2 separate regions of the Ovis aries genome follow, and region 1 is linked to region 2. The links are chromatin contacts, called in public Hi-C maps. All regions are on one chromosome and are shown on one strand. The core of a region is the stretch at or near the end of the contact, and the rest is flanking DNA. Distances in the headings are between cores, read along the strand shown.

The links. A called contact is a pair of places that touch in the nucleus more often than the background predicts.
Region 1: a contact with region 2 is called in a Hi-C map of tail adipose tissue, with 7 times the contacts expected there. The contact joins two enhancer-like sites. A contact is called at or near these places in 8 of 16 Hi-C or Micro-C datasets (hypothalamus, liver, mixed tissues and 4 more).

The regions. Positions count from the first base shown.
Region 1 is chr15:19,925,985-19,928,684 of ARS-UI_Ramb_v3.0, forward strand. No RefSeq gene overlaps it. Among named protein-coding and RNA genes, the nearest start is that of ZC3H12C, 84 kb to the left of the region's middle. Within about 2 kb of position 1,272, at least 14 of the 54 cell types and tissues checked have an H3K27ac peak or open chromatin away from gene starts, as enhancers often do.
Region 2 is chr15:19,706,392-19,709,349 of ARS-UI_Ramb_v3.0, forward strand. No RefSeq gene overlaps it. Among named protein-coding and RNA genes, the nearest start is that of ZC3H12C, 140 kb to the right of the region's middle. Within about 2 kb of position 1,555, at least 7 of the 54 cell types and tissues checked have an H3K27ac peak or open chromatin away from gene starts, as enhancers often do.

The DNA.
Region 1 (2,700 bases), core at 22-2,521, 220 kb after region 2:
TGTGTTATTTTATTAAAGTCTAGTTCTGAGGAATGCTACACCTGTGGCATTGTGTAGCCACTGTACATTCTTAGACACGCTAACTTCTACGGGGGCAGGGCAAGACCTGGAAAACTTCACCAGAACTTCACTAGAGGCGCACCGTCCAGGCTGGTTCCTGTGGAGTCCTGAGGAGCCCGTCTCTTGTGTGGGTGGAAAGTTTCCCCAGAGAGTTGCTGGTCGGAGGCCTGTGAGGACGGGCCCTGGCCCAGCTGCTAGGCCCAGGGCCCAGGCCGCAGCCCTTCCGAAGAGCAAAATGGTTCTGTGGTGGCTGGAGGTGGTTTTACAGTCTGGACTCCCATCTCCACTCCGTGGCGGTCTTTGTAGGCCTCGAGAGGAAAAGGCAGTTCACTCATTTCTAATGTTTCCGGTCACACGCAGAGTCCCCCTCAGGCGTCTTTTTCAAAGCCCCATTTAGCTTTCAGATTCCTGCAAGGCCTTCAGAGCACACAGCAGCTTCTGCGTGAGGCAGCTGCCATTTGCATTTTCCATGCTTTCTGCCATTTGCATTTTCCATTTGCACAAATTCAGCATGAGATTAGAAATAGAAAAGTTAAATTCGTTGTCGAACAAATTCCCAGGAGAGCCAGATGAGGGACCAAATACGGTGCTGAAAGAAGGTAAATAAAACGTTGCGATGGGCTTCCGGCCCTCCCATCCCGCGGCCTCGGGTCTGGGCGGCCGGGCTGGGAGCGCCGGGCGGCCTCCGCCCTCGGGCCGCGAGCACCGGACAGTGGGGTCCAGGAAACTGGCCTTGTCGCCGCCACCTCGGCCTTCAAAGCTCTCCTCTCCCCCTCTACTCTAAAGATGTAATTCTCATTCATTTGAATAATTCTTTCAGACATGCCTTTGAAAAGATTAAGGGAGATGGCAAATACAATTTATGACCACATGAAATGCTATTGAGTAAACTCCAGAGGAGATTTATCGGTTTGCCATGTCTGTTACCAGATTAACAAATTCAGGACAAAGCACCTTTCGCAGTTGAAAAGGCGGCACATGGGAGGCGATCGGAGGGAAGTGAGGGTCCCAGTCCACGCTCAGCGGCATGGGCTGAGCGGAGCTCGCGAGGTGGGGAGCTGCAGGAGGGGCCTGAGGGGGCCCTGAGGCGCCCGCTGGCCCAGGGGCAGCTCGGGGACCGGGCCGCCAAGCCCAGGTTCCTCCCTGTCAGGGCGCAGAGCTTCACACCGCGCCGCCCCCCCCCCCCCACCCCAACCCCAGCCTTTCTTCCCGCTTCTGAGTCTCGCTGCAGAGGCGCTCTCTCAGCTCCGCCTCTCCACCACCCCAGCCAGAGTCGCCCGCGGCTGAGACTGCGGGGAAGAAGACAGCGACAGGCTTCCAGAGATCCGCCCCCCCCCCCATCTTTCTAACAATTTGCAGCCTTTGAATCCGCTTCCCAGATTGCGAGTGGGAAATGCCAAGTGGCTAAAGCAGAGGTTCACGGAACCTTTGAATCCAGCCACAGGCTCTTGTTTGGTGGTTAAGATACACAGTCATTTCAGGATCGACCTCTAGTGGCCTCATTCCCCGGGGGCTCCGGGGGTGGGGAGGAGACCCACCAGGGGTGTGGTTCCTAACTTGCAGCCCATCTTGCAGGTCTCTGTGTCCTTTGAAACAGGTAGCAGTGTCACCAGACTGCCTTCCTGAGCCTTCTTTGCTGAATGGGAGGCATAAGCACAATCTCCCCGTCTCTGCGTGGGGTCAAAGTGCACCACCTCCCCCTGTCACCACGGGCAAGCTCTGCCCACACAGCCCTCCCCTCTGATCGATCCAACATTTGGGGGGGCTAACTGTATCATCCCAGGGGAAAAGAAATGGTTTTGAGAGGCATCGGCTCTTTCAGATTGTAAAGCAAAACCTTGTTGTTCACAGTAATACTCTGCCAAGGGCCTGGGGCAAAGCGGAGACCCAACAGCAAGGAGAGCTGGGTGGAGGGTCCAGCCTCTCTCTGGCCAGGGGAACAGACAGCCTGTGGGAGACGGTGTGGTTCTGGGGTGGCGGGCACAGCAGCAACTTTTTTTTCTTCTTTTATCAAAGGAGAACCATACATGTCTTGGATTCTGTTTTTAAATCAGTACTTCAGGCTGCTGTATGGCTAGAATTGATTCCTCTCATGTTTTACTCGGAACAGAAATGAGCATAATCCACAACCATTTGTTGCTGCCCAAGACTGTGGACTAGAAGAGGACACTCATCTGGGAGAATTCCTCATACAGACCAAGAATGTTTTCTGGCCCCAGCTGAGTGAAGGGCACCCAGCTGACTCAGACAGCCTCCAGAACATTTAGTTCTGGAGTTTGACAAAACCAGTAAACAGAACTCCTCTCTGTTCAGTGCCCCTGAGCCTGTATGTGTGGTCCCCAGTCGTGGGCCCCACCCTTGACCCAAGAATCAGACACCCTAGGTGGGGGGCGGGTAGGGGGGACATCTGTGGTTTCACAAACCCTCCAGATGATACTGATGCTCATAAAGTTGAAAGTAAAACCACTGAGTGAAACTGAGAATTACAGCAAAACAGTAAGCAGGTGAAACTCACAAGATCACCTTCATCTGGGCTTGTGCCTAAGGCAACTGGGCTCCCTAATGTGTGTGTCAGTTTCTCAGTCGTGTCCGACTCTTTGCGACCCCATGGACTGTAGCCCGCCAGGCTCCTCTGTCTAT
Region 2 (2,958 bases), core at 305-2,804:
ATATACTTTCTAGATATGCTTTGTTAGATTTACACCTAAGTATTTCATTGTTTCAGTGTAGTCAGTCACAATCACTGGGCAGTTGTAAATAGTATTTTCTTTTTATTTTGATGTGTACTTTTTCATTTATAAAAAATAATATATATACTATATATACAATTTATAATTGATTTCCTATGTTTAGTGTGTATCATGCAACAATACTGAATTCACTAATTAGTTCTAATGTAATTTGGGCGGGGGGCGGATTTCCCAGATGGCCCAGTAATAAAGAACCTGCTAGTTTCCTTGGGATTTTCTACATGGATAACCAGGTCATTTGCAAAGAGATAGTTTTATTTGTCCATCTGATCTGTATTTCCTTTGGTTAAAAAAAGCAAGCTTTTTGTTTTAGCCTTCCTTTTATTTAAATTTGTCTGTGTTTGTTGCTATTTTCAGATTGCCCATTATTTGGCTGCATGTATGGGATATATGAGGGAAAAAAAAAAAATCCAGTCAAATGATTGCAGTGCTTTGCCCGAGTCCCAAGATCCCTAGGCAATCTGCCTTCTCTCTACTTTTCAGAGCATTTTCATGTTTGCTTGATATATATAATGTGCAGGGGGTGTTGTTCTTAGCAAATAGGTATTGTTCTTAGAAATAGGGAAAAGCATGTCTACTCCATATTCCGGAAGTAGAACCCAGTGTTATTTTTAAATAATATATTGAAATATTAGCTTGTGTCATTTTTATGCTTATTAATTCTTGCTATCCATTTTGTCCTCCGTCCATAGAAATCTTGGAATCTCTTGCCGAGAAGAATCAAGGAAGCCAGATTTCAGCCTGTAACTTCTTAAATAAGCTTCTCATGCACATTTTGAAGATAAGAATGCCAGATATTTATTTCTAATTTTCGAGAGCCAAACTTTGTTAAGCCGGGGGGAAGGGGGAATACTTTTGCAGACTTTAAAGCAGCAAATCGTAAAGAACTTGAATATAGAATGCTTAGTATGAAACATAGAAATACTTATATGATCAGAATATGACATTATAACAAACAAAAAAAAGCATTTTTCCCAGCCTGGAGGCAGAAAAGAGAGATAGTAAGACACAGGTGAGTATACTTCCTTCCAGGATTGAGACTGGCTTGGTGAAAAACGGAAATCCTTAAGTGGGTTTAAGAATCTAAGGAAAGAAGAGTCTGCTTTACACCAAAAACAGAGACAGTGTGAGAGGGGGAGTCCTTCTGTGTCCCCTAAACCATCACAGTTTAGATTCAAAACAGAAACGGAACATAGCATATTTGGGTAGAGAGCTTTAGAATTCCTGACCCTCGGACTTGGCTCCCTTCCAACAGCTCCAGCACGCTCCAGCAAGGGTGGGGAACAGAGTAAGCAGGCCGCAAAGTCCACAGGCTTGAAGATCAGATGGCATGACTGCAACCAAGGGTTGCAACCAAGCGGTGATGCCGGTACTTGTCAAAAGGACGAGCAGGGACTGGCAGCGTGAGATACTCAGGTGGAGACAACTCCGGGCCAGAAACCCCACCTCTACGCCGCACTACCATACAGGCAGCCCCTGCACCCAGGAGCCATCATGAGGAAGAGAAGCAGTACACGCAGAGAAGGATGAGCAGGGGGAGAGGGAGGAAGGGGAGGAGAAAGAAAGGGAGGAAGGGGGAGGAGAAAGAAAAGGAGGAAGCGGAGGGAATCAGGAGGAGGAAAGAGCAAGGAAAGGACAGGCAAACAAGGTAGAAAGCTAGAGAGGAAAAGGCAACCCTAACAGAGATCTTGAATTTTTAATCAACTAAATTTAAATACTGGGTAACTACACCAAAAGACTAAATTCTAAACTAGAAGAAAATAAGGTGCCTTGAAGTGGCAAAACACAGTGGTTTGTTATTGTTTCATTTGTATGTTTTTCTCTCTCTCCCATCATTAGAATAAGGACCATGAGAATTCAGTTTGGCTAAAAAGAGGTTAAAAAGTACTACACACTTACATATACAGAGAGGATATTACTGCCCTGCCTGAATGTGAGGTCCTGCAGTGGACTTTAAAGCTATCTTAGTCCAATCCGCGTTGTATTGAGAGGAAACAGAGGGACAAGCAGAGAGTTAATTACGTCAGGGTCACAGAGCTAGTTAGTAACAGAGCCAGAACAACATTCCACATCTCTGAAGCACCCTGAAATGTGAGTGTTCAAAATCAAGAACCACTTTTATCCACAAAAATTGATGATGGGAATCTCTGGGTTCACCGGATGTTGCTATCTTTGATTTATAAGCAACACACAACTCCTCTATGGTTGGGGCAAACCCAATCAGCTGCCAGTGAGGACTTCCCCTAGCTCCTGGCTTTCACTGATAATTCCCTTTGTTGGTGACTTTCAGTGTTTTGCAGTGCCAGCTGGTCGTGACTGGTTGTAGCGCATTGGATTTTGTTTTAAAGTTCCCTGGTTGCATTTCAAAGCTAAAAATAAAATTACGCTGTATCATCTGATATGGTCTGATGATCAGCTACCCTATTCCCTCCTTTCTGAAAATAACAGCGGTAAGTAGATTTAAAAATTCTGTTCTTTCAAAAGCCAAATTCAGAGAACAATTGCATTGTACCATAAGCACATCTAACTTTAGAGAATCCAACTGTACAGATTCAGCTTTAATCCCAAAATGAGAAAGAGACAAAGAGAAGCAGAGACAGAGACCAAAAAGAGACAGAGAGAAATACAGAGAGAGTTTCATTCTCTCCAATTTTGTCAAAAATAACTGGACTCTGGCTAACTGACTTCCCTTTATCTTCAAGAGGTTCTCATCAGAGGTTATTTCCTCTTGTTTCATGAGCTGCTAAAGAAATATGGGAATAAATGTGTGTGTCCCAGATCTATGGAGTATGTATCCCAAGTAGCCTGAATTGTGTGTGCTGCTTGTGTGTGCTATACAAGTAGGGTGCATTTTAAGTGTGACCTCACCTCATTTTA